3 separate regions of the Mus musculus genome follow, and regions 2 and 3 are each linked to region 1. The links are chromatin contacts, called in public HiChIP or PLAC-seq maps. All regions are on one chromosome and are shown on one strand. Each heading gives the region's core, a stretch centred on a gene start, on an enhancer-like site or on the middle of the called end of the contact. The rest is flanking DNA. Distances are from core to core; before and after follow the strand shown. Region 1 holds the start of Ccdc43 (coiled-coil domain containing 43). Region 2 holds the start of C1ql1 (complement component 1, q subcomponent-like 1). Region 3 holds the start of Gpatch8 (G patch domain containing 8).

Region 1 (3,049 bases), core at 407-2,906:
CAAGAGACGCCTCCACCGTGTGGAAGGATAACAGTTTCTCTGGTATTTAGTGCAGATGCAGCAAAGTTTACTTTTGAGCTGATTGTATTCATTTATTAGATTTGCACTTCTTTCACATGCGTGCCTGTTACCCACGGAGGTCAGAACGGATTGTCCAATCCCCTTAAACTAGAACTACAGATGGTTGTGAGCCACTGTGTAGGGTCTGGAAATGGAACTCAGGTCCTATGTAAGAGCAACAAGTGCTCTCAACTACTGAGCCATCTTTCCAGCCCCCAACTCAATTATATTAAAAAGGAAGTCTCTACAGGACAATCTCAGGGCAAGAGAGGTAGGGAATCTAATCTATGCATATAATCTAACTGTTTCTGTTGGGAGTGGAACGGGGAGGGATGAACACCGCACAAATATCAGATTAGAAAAGTGGGTGTCTTGATCGCCTCTGATACATAAATACAGCTTTAAATTACAAATTTCTAAATTAGTGAGTCTCCTTGGTCTGGTTTGCCAGGGTCTCACTTGGCAAGCCCAAAGTTGGCCACCCACTTGCTGACCTCTGCAGGGCTGGGATTATAATCACGCATCACATCACAGCATACTGTGACGAATCTGCATTTGAGTATTTGAGACAGGGTTTCTCTGTGCCCCGGCTGTCCAGGAACTCACTGCGTAGACCACAAAGGCCAGTCTCTGCCTCCTGAGAGCTGGGATTAAAGGTTTGTGCCCCACCCACGAACCTGCTTCTTTTTGGTTGTTTTGTTTTTTCAACAAAAAAGGGTTTCTCTGTGTAGACCACGATGGCCTTGAAAATCACAGAGATCAGCCTCCTGAGTGCTAGGACTAAAGATGTGCACCAGCCACCATTCCATACAAATACCTTATCTGTTTCCAGTTTGTCTTCATCACAGGGTACCGCCCCACCCAACACACATTAATAATTACTGAATTTCCCAAGGTTGCTTATCGTGAAAAGATCTCCATTACCTTACCAATTGAGGACTCTACTGAAATTGGAGCCAAAAGGGAACTTCCCACAGGCTTTTGTCATGGGACAGCCCTGAGACTACCCGCTAATGGGCAGACATCTCAAAAACATTTTACTCCCCACTCTAAACATCGCAAACCATAGAAATGGAACTATTAGACGTTTATGATCGAACTGCCATTTACACATCTTAATGGCTTCAGGATACTCTCTAGCACATCCAAAGGCACCCAGGGAGCCTTGTTGCCCGGAATATGGGGATCCCATCCTCTCTGTACACCTGCAACCCAAAATCTGGCGAGGGAGCAGCAGCCCACTTCTCCCTCAGTTATGCTTCTTTCCGGTAAAACCACTAAGCCTTCGTGACAGCAAAAGGAAAGAGAGATGTGAAGTAACGAAAGAGGTTCCCAGATTTCTCCGTGAGGTTGATAGGATGTGTCCCGACTACTCTACTCACCAGGAAAGCAGAGAGGATACCCTGCAGGGCGTCCAGCTTCTCTTCCTCCTCCTCCTCCTGTAGGACGCCAAGGATGTAAGCGGCGTAAACGGCTCGGTCCACTCCCAGCGCCTCCAACCGTCCGTCAAGCCAGGATCCAAAAGCCCCGCCATCGCCTTCACCGAGGACTGCCGCGGCCACTTCGCTGGGCGCCGCCATGCTGGGGACAGGGTCCTGCCGGACCCGAGGGTGCCTACCGCAGTGCCTGTCGGGCCGCGCCACTGGGCCAGCGCGCATGCCCGGAGAGGGATCCTCCACCCCTGCGCGCCGGGCTGTGATCCGCGGTTTGAGGTATCTTTATGTCCTCGCAGCTAGCGCTTCTCGGTGTAAGCGTGGTCGCATGGGCACCCAGGAACACCGGCAGGTGAGTTTTGAACCGGTTCGTTATAGTTGGCAACGATCGGATTCAGTGTCATTGTCAGACACGTGACAGAGAGCTCAGAGGACTGCTCACCACGGATTCCAGCAGTTCTGCTCTGCGCCCGGCAGGTTCTTGTGGAATGTGAAGCCAGGATGCCCCACTGAGTCTTGTGTTCCGGAATACCACCTTCACTGCCATTCCAAGCCGCCTTCCCTGAAAACCCAAATTTCAGAAAACGTTCTCTGACTCATTTCTGTACAGAGACACATAGCAGGTTCTCAACAGTTAAACATGCAGCCTCGGAGTCATTGCTTTTAATTATTGCTTCCGTGTTTCCACAGGTATACCTTTGAGGACTGTCTTAGAGTTTCTGTTGAGATAAGACACCATGGCCAAAGCAACTAGGAGAGAAAAGGTTTATTTCAGCTTCCACTCTCAGGTCACGCCCCATTACTAAGGGGAAGTCACAGGAACTCAAGGCTCGAACCTGGAAGCAGGAGCCTTGGAAGATTGCTGTTTAATGGCTTGCTCCTCTTGCCTTGCTCAGATTGCTTTCTTCCACCATCTAGGAGACACCTGCCCAGGGGTGGCACCAGCCACAATAAGTTGGGCTCTCCCACAACAATCACTAATCAAGACAATGTCCCACAGGCCAATCTTATAGGAGGTCGTTCTCTAAATTCCCCTCTTCCCAAATGACTGTAGACACATGACAGCCAACCCAAGAAACAAGTTCTGTCCTCTGCCAGGGACGGTGCTAAGAGGTTCCCATGAAGTATCTGTTGCCATCTTCCCAACAACCCAGCGAGGAGATGCCTTTATGTTCGATTAAAAGATAAGGAAACTGGAGCGATGGCTCAGCTGATAAGAGCACTGGCTGCTCTTCCAGGGACCCAGTTCAGGGGATCTGGCACCCTCACACAGACAAACATGCAGGCAAAACATCAATGACATATATATATATGGGTAAGGAAATGACACACCATGAGAGAGAACCTAAGAGGGGACAGAACTCTACCAGCAGAATGCCAGCTCTGGCCTGAGGTGGGCTAGACTCAAACTACAGAGGAGGAGGAGGAGGAGGCTGTGCAGGGGCCTTTACTCTGACTGCTTGCTTCACTGGATACTTACTGAATACATTCACCACAACACTGTTACAGACTGACAATTCAAAGATGAGTGGCTCAAAGATCTGTGTTCCCTATGG
Region 2 (3,049 bases), core at 360-2,859, 250 kb after region 1:
GCACACCAGCTCCCTATTTTCTAGGATACTGGAGGAGCTGTACCTGGAGACTTTAAGGAGGGGAGTTTCCATCACTCCGCCCCGCCTCTAGAGGAAACTTTTTCCCGGGAGGCGCAGGATAGCTCTGTTACTCTGGGAAAAGGTGGAGCATTCCAGGGGGGTTGCAAAGGGTGTTCGTTCAGCTCGATGGTCCCTTCTCTAGGGCCAGGGATGTACTGCAGTTAAGGCTATTGGGCAACGAACTCCCTCTGCCTTTGTGCGCAAAACATTTCCTGCAGCCCTCCTCCTTCTTCTCCTGAGCGCACAGCCACTCGTCTTAGCGCCCTCCGGCGCGGAGACTGCTTCTCCTTATCCTTGCCCTAGAGCATCCTTGCTGTTCCCTTAAAGCCAGTCGGCGTCAGCTTGAATCTTAGCTCTCAAGAGAAATCAGCCTGAATCAGTCTCCCACGGGCCAAACCCCTACGGACCAGTTCGTGCGCCCTAGAGCCCTGTGATCTGACTAGTTGGATTTATCTTTACGCATTTCCACTCCGCGGGTGCCCTGTAGCCTCTCCCTTAAGAGCTCAAGCCCAAGGGTTGAAGACTCAGGGGTGCCCGCTAATTACAACCATTCTTCACATGATAGTTAAGGGGGCCGCTTTAGGGTCTCCACCTACGCCTGCCCGGTGTGCCTGTCGACTCTGATCCAATACGCATTCTCCTGGGGGCTCCCTGGGAGCCCTGCCCCCAGGTCAGCCCCACGCCCCCTCATGGCCCACCTGGCCGTTCTTGCAGAGGTCTGCCCACATACTGGTGCCGTCGCCGCCGCGCATGAGGACGTGGTAGGTGAAAAAGTAGGTGCCAGGAATGTTGCATGTAAACTTGCCGCTGGCCGCATCGTAGTTGTTGCCTAGGTTGGTGACCACGTCGTCAAACTTGAGCACCTCGTAACCCTCATGAGGGTTCTTGAGGCCGGCGTAGAAGGCCACGCGTGGCACCGTGGTATAGGTGGCCGTGCTGATGGCGCCGCTGCCTCCCGAACCCGGCAGGCCAGGAGGACCAGGCTTGCCTGGTTCACCCTTCTCCCCAGGCGGCCCCACAGGACCTGGAGGGCCCCGGTCTCCTGGAGGCCCCGGAGGGCCCGGCTTGCCCGTGCGGCCCGGCTTCCCCTGGGGGCCCTGCACCAGCGTGGAGGGCGGAGGCGCACCGCTCTGCTCGCTCAGAGCGTCGCCGCCGTCGGACCGCGCGCCGGCGCCGGGGCCCCGCGCGGGATAGGGGTCGCACACCATGCGGCAGGTGCCCAGCATCTCATAGTGGCCGTCCGGGCCGCCGGAGCTCACCAGCACCGGGATGAGCACCACCAGCACGAGCAGCATCACCACGCCCGCGGCGGCAGCCAGCAGGGTCTTCCGGCCGGCGCGGAGCCTTGGGAGAGCCGGGCCACCCGGCCGCGCCGTCGGGGCAATGATGCCGGCGGGTAAGGGGCGCGGGCGCGACGCCCGCGCTCAAGGGCGGTCCGGCGGGGCTGCGGGCATGGGGCCGGGGCCCGGGCGCCGCGCTGCGCTGCTTGCGCTGCGGAGCCCAGCAGCCGGCTCCGGCCTCGTGCTTCCCTCCCGCTGCGCTGCCCGACTGAACGCGGCCTCCCGCCTAGCGCCTAGCTCCTCCCGCCTTCCCTGGCTGGGGCCACTGCCTCCTCCGTTGGGCCCCGCCCACCCGCTCCGCGGGGCTCGGAGAGGGCGAGGGGTGGGGCTGCGGGCGGGGCAGGCGCCTAATTGGGCCGCGGAAGCCTCAAGGTGGGAGGGGCAGGGAGGGGCGGGGCTATGAGAGTGGTGGGCATCACGGAGGGAGCTGGAGATTGAGGCTCAGAATGGGGAAGGGGCTAGAGTCAGGAATGAGTAGGACCAAAGGGCAAGCGGAAGGAGGAGCCACAAGGAGAGGCAGAGAGCTCAGCGTGGCATTGAGATAGATGTTCCGTGGGTCAGTTCCGAGGAAAATCGTGACAGAGGGGCAAAGGACCACCACCTGCAGGAGGTCGAAGGATGCAACATTGCCCCCTGTCTGCAGGGGACAAAGAGATGTTGCAGGGGGTGGAGGGTTACAGAGTGAGGAACAAGAGAGTAGAACAAGAAAGAGGATGAGGGCTAAAGCCTGGAAGGAATACTGGGGAGGGGCGTTCCATAGGCACCCAGGCCTAGCATCCAGATAACCCGTCTGGATCCTTTGCTTTTAGGGTGCCCAGAGGGAATCTCTGAATTCTAATAGCAGCCTGACTTTTTATCTGATTCTAACTACTTCAGGGGCATTCTCTCCCAGGTGGCAGCGTCTTCAGCCCCTTCTTTTCCACTGCCCCAGGGGATATCTTCTAGGCTGCCTCTACCTGTGGCCTCTTCCATGAGGCCTTTTCTGATCTGAGCTACTAGCTAGACAAGTGGGAAATACGGACCCTGAGAAAATGAAGTACCCCTCCCATGTCATCTCTTAGTGTTAACCAGTCCTAGGTGGTTCTGCGTTTTCTAGCACTCCCCAGAAAGAGGGGGGTTGATCTCTCCTAGCCCCTTAGGGGACCCCCCTAACTCTTACCCCATCACGTTCTTCTAGTGCAGGAAAATGTTTAGGTTGCATAAACTGAAATGTGTCTGCTTCCATCAACATATTTGTCATATTCTGTGAGTCCCAGCTCAAGCTGTGTTCCTCCTTCACCCTCCTTTATCCGAGGAGGAGGGCTGTGTCTTTCTGAGGCCTCTGGCCACGATAAACAACAACACTCCAGACTCATTCTTTTTGCCTGCAAGACTCCTCCCAGTTCACACTCCCACCGCCGACCTCCCACTGTCCATTTGATTCCCTGATTATCCCTACCTAAAACTGAGATGCCAGAATAACCAATGGTAGAAGTGGGGGTGGGCGGGACGCTGCCAGAGAGGACTTTCCAAATACTAACCCGGGTCAGCATGACATCCATCACCAAGGAGGAGGGAGCTAAGACAAACTGCGTTGGATGCTTTGTATGTATGGTCACATTTGATCTTTACATCAATCTAGATATAAAGCCCACCATTATCCTCGTTTT
Region 3 (3,049 bases), core at 150-2,649, 140 kb before region 1:
TTTGGAAGACCTGAGATAAATCCTTAAAACACCTTAAGATGCTGTGCTGGGCTGCAGTTTCTGCGGCAGGCACATGACCACAAGGCATTTTCAGCAACTCCCAAATCCCTTACTGCTGCAAAACTTCCCATAGCGTTCTACACCTAAGACTATTTAACAGTGTTGATTTTAAACCAGTTGAAATTGCTTTGTCTATCAACCCAATCATCTCCAAGAATTCAAACCCTTCAAATTGCCTTCTGACACAGCTAGAGGTGCGTTGAGGAAGCTGAAAGGAATACAAAAACTCGAGTTCGGAGGCTCATCCCTTGACCTAAATTGCTGTTGCCAGGAGATGCGGTAGTAATGCAGTGATTTGCAACTGAGGATGTATTTTACCTAGAAATAACCAAAGGCTACTAAATCCCTTATTGTCTCCCAACTATGCCTGCAGTAACAATTTCAATATCTAAAAGCCTAATGATTCTAATTCGGCCTTTGTTGTTTGTTTTTTTGTTTTGTTTTGTTTTTGTTGTTTTTTTCTTTAATGCCTGCCACCCCACGGACATCTTTCCCAGATCAACATTTGCAAACGAAGAAAGAAAAAAAAAAAAAATCAAGGTTTAGGAACGAATTTACTCCCGCTTGGAAAGGCCATAATTATGCTTCTTTACAAATCTTGGTAGGTCTCGAAGTTAAGTTTACGCCAGTCCACAGACCTATACCTTACTGTCCCCAACCCAATTAACGGCCTGTAAACAACAGCAGTTATTTATGCCCAGAGAAAGCTCAATGGCTCGCCTCAACAAAAAAGGCGTCTTTGATAAGAAAGGGCGCCCTTTACCAGGGGGAAGACTAGGTTAGACAGTCGATAAAGGGCTTGTTTGTCACAATGGGAAAACGGAGAGGCGATCCCCAGGATGATCGGGGCGAGCAAAAGCCAAGGCTTCCATAGCCCCGGCCTGAAAACCGCTGGCCCAAGCCTTCCCCGCCCCAGCCCTCTCCCCCGGGGGCCGGGCCGGCCCTGCGCCTGCACAGGCCCCGAGACAAGCAAAGCGCAACCCCCACAAAGCGCCCGGCTGCGGAGCGGGAAGCCAGGAGCAAAATAGGAGGAAAGCCGAGCCGAAGAAGCGGCGTGAATAGGGATGAAGCCGGGGACGCGGCCTCATCTCAGCCCCGGAGGCCCCTGGAGAAATGAGAGGCAGGAAGGGGCGAGAGCCGGCTTGCAAGGTGGAGCGGAGAGCAGAAGGAAGGAGAGCCAGGAGGCCGGGAGGGAGGCGGCCCCGGGCTCGCGGCGAGCCCTCCGGGGGCGTGGGTGGTCCTCGGCGACGCCCGTGTTTACCTGAAAGTCTCGGTCCTCGTTGAAGCGGGAGAAGCGGTCCGCCATTTTGCCGCTCTCACTCCTCCTCAGGACGACGCTCTCCGGTTCGCTCCTCCCCTCCCGCTACGCCCGCCCCCTCTCTGTTTCCACGCCCCCTCCCACGCCCACCGGGCGCGCGCAGCAGGCGTGGGGAGGGGGGTGGAGGATGTGTGCTTGGCGAGGGATTGTTGGGGGGGTGTTGGGAAGAGGAGGGAACAGGAATTCGTTCCGACGGGAATCCCGAAGGCGCGCAGGCCTGGAGGCGGAACCTTCCTCTCACATCGCTCGGTTTCACGCCCGGCCCCGAGCGACCCCAGCGGGCCGCGCATGCGCACTCGCGCCGGCGCGCGTAAGCGCTTCCGGAGGGAAAGATCAGCAGGGCAGAGCATTTGGGGGCCTGGGAAGTATTCACTTGCTCCCTTAGCAGTGTTCAGAAGTCTTTCTTTCTTATGCTCTTGTTTACGGTCAAGCCCATCCCGTATTTGTAATAATATACAGTGTAATGCTATACAGTAGCATGAGATCTGACTTTACAGCTAGAGTACTTTTAATGTTTTTTTGTTTTGTTTTTGTTATTTTGTTGACAGGGTTTCCTGTAGCTCTCTATGTAGTAGAGGCTCGCCCCCCGATGTCCAAAGAGGGTATTTTTAAAATTAATACATAATAATGTTACTTAAGAGGTACCAAAAAAATCTCTCAAAGGGCTTCCATTCCAGGCAGGAAGTCAGATAACCAATAAATTAACCTAATAGTTGTAAATATAAACGAGTGTCTATTCCTGCTTGAGGCTGAGGGGAAATTAAGTCAAGCTTATCCTTGGCTACATAGGAAGTTCAAAGCTAGCCTGGGCTATAAGACATTGCTTCAAATAACAAAATCTAAGTGACACTGTGGGGGGGGGGGACTGTAATGAAAAGAATGACCTATCTTAAAGCTACATATAAATCAAGGCATAACAAAGGGATCACAACCTTGAAGAAGAGAGAAACTTAAACACATGGCTACCAAGAGCTTGACGTTTTTTTCTTACTATTTTCCCTCCCCCTCCCACTCCTCTCCCCCCTCCACACATATATATTCATGTTCAGAGTCATTGGATCCCCTGAAGCTAGAGTTACAGTTAAGAATCACCATGTATGTCAGTGCTAGAAACAAACCCAGGTGCTCTGCATGTGGAACAAGTGCTTTTAACTGCTTAGCCATCTTTCCAGCTCTTGTTTTCTTTAATGTTTTCACAGGGTGGGGGAGTGAGGGGGGGCTGTTTAATTTTACCTAGTGTAAGACTGCTTCGCCTACATGAATGAATGAATGTATGTATGTATGTATGTATGTATGTATGTATGTATGTATGTGTATCAGCTCTTAACAGCTGAGCCATCTCTCTAGCCCCTCTACCTGATTTTAAGACAAGGTCTCTCCTTAAACCTGGAGCTCTCCCTAGTCAGCTAGCAAGCCTCTGGAATTTGTACCTGGCACCAGGGAAGGTGAGGGTGTGGGCAGAGCTGAAAGTCCAAGGGACTGGTCACAAAGCAATCTAGAAAGCAGTTGGAGCCTAAATCATTTTTTTTTTCTCACTCAGGTAGCAGCTGGAGACTTTCTCTAGAAATGCTAACCAAACAAATCATGGGATTTTTGTTGTTGTTGTTTATTTATTTATTTATTCATTATATGTAAGTACACTGTAGCTGTCTTCAGACACTCCAGAAGAGG

What was found. HiChIP or PLAC-seq counts read pairs in DNA pulled down with a chosen protein or histone mark.
Region 2: a contact with region 1 is called in an HNF4G HiChIP or PLAC-seq map of pancreatic cancer cells. The contact joins the promoter of C1ql1 here to the promoter of Ccdc43 in region 1. A contact is called at or near these places in 1 of 39 promoter capture datasets (neural stem cells), 2 of 484 Hi-C or Micro-C datasets (embryonic stem cells and granulocyte-monocyte progenitors), 4 of 115 datasets of contacts at active chromatin or transcription factors (the SCID.adh cell line, embryonic stem cells and pancreatic cancer cells) and 2 of 9 other capture datasets (adipose tissue and pancreatic islet).
Region 3: a contact with region 1 is called in an H3K27ac HiChIP or PLAC-seq map of embryonic stem cells, with 11 read pairs. The contact joins the promoter of Gpatch8 here to the promoter of Ccdc43 in region 1. A contact is called at or near these places in 5 of 39 promoter capture datasets (the 3T3-L1 cell line, cranial neural crest, frontonasal cranial neural crest and 2 more), 1 of 15 datasets of contacts at CTCF or cohesin (the NIH/3T3 cell line), 4 of 484 Hi-C or Micro-C datasets (the G1E-ER4 cell line, female germline stem cells, muscle stem cells and 1 more), 18 of 115 datasets of contacts at active chromatin or transcription factors (the SCID.adh cell line, bone marrow-derived macrophages, craniofacial prominence and 12 more) and 2 of 9 other capture datasets (adipose tissue and pancreatic islet).

Annotation. Positions count from the first base shown.
Region 1 is chr11:102,696,069-102,699,117 of GRCm38.p6, forward strand. It overlaps Ccdc43 (coiled-coil domain containing 43), which reads right to left and starts at 1,657. Exons shown (of 5, transcript NM_025918.3): 1 at 1,443-1,657. The coding sequence starts at 1,640. Gm34392 (a long non-coding RNA gene) reads left to right here and starts at 1,711. Exons shown (of 2, transcript XR_389053.1): 1 at 1,711-1,772; 2 at 1,872-2,146.
Region 2 is chr11:102,945,107-102,948,155 of GRCm38.p6, forward strand. C1ql1 (complement component 1, q subcomponent-like 1) reads right to left here and starts at 1,610. Exons shown (of 2, transcript NM_011795.3): 1 at 759-1,610. The coding sequence starts at 1,355.
Region 3 is chr11:102,554,759-102,557,807 of GRCm38.p6, forward strand. It overlaps Gpatch8 (G patch domain containing 8), which reads right to left and starts at 1,400. Exons shown (of 8, transcript NM_001159492.1): 1 at 1,322-1,400. The coding sequence starts at 1,366.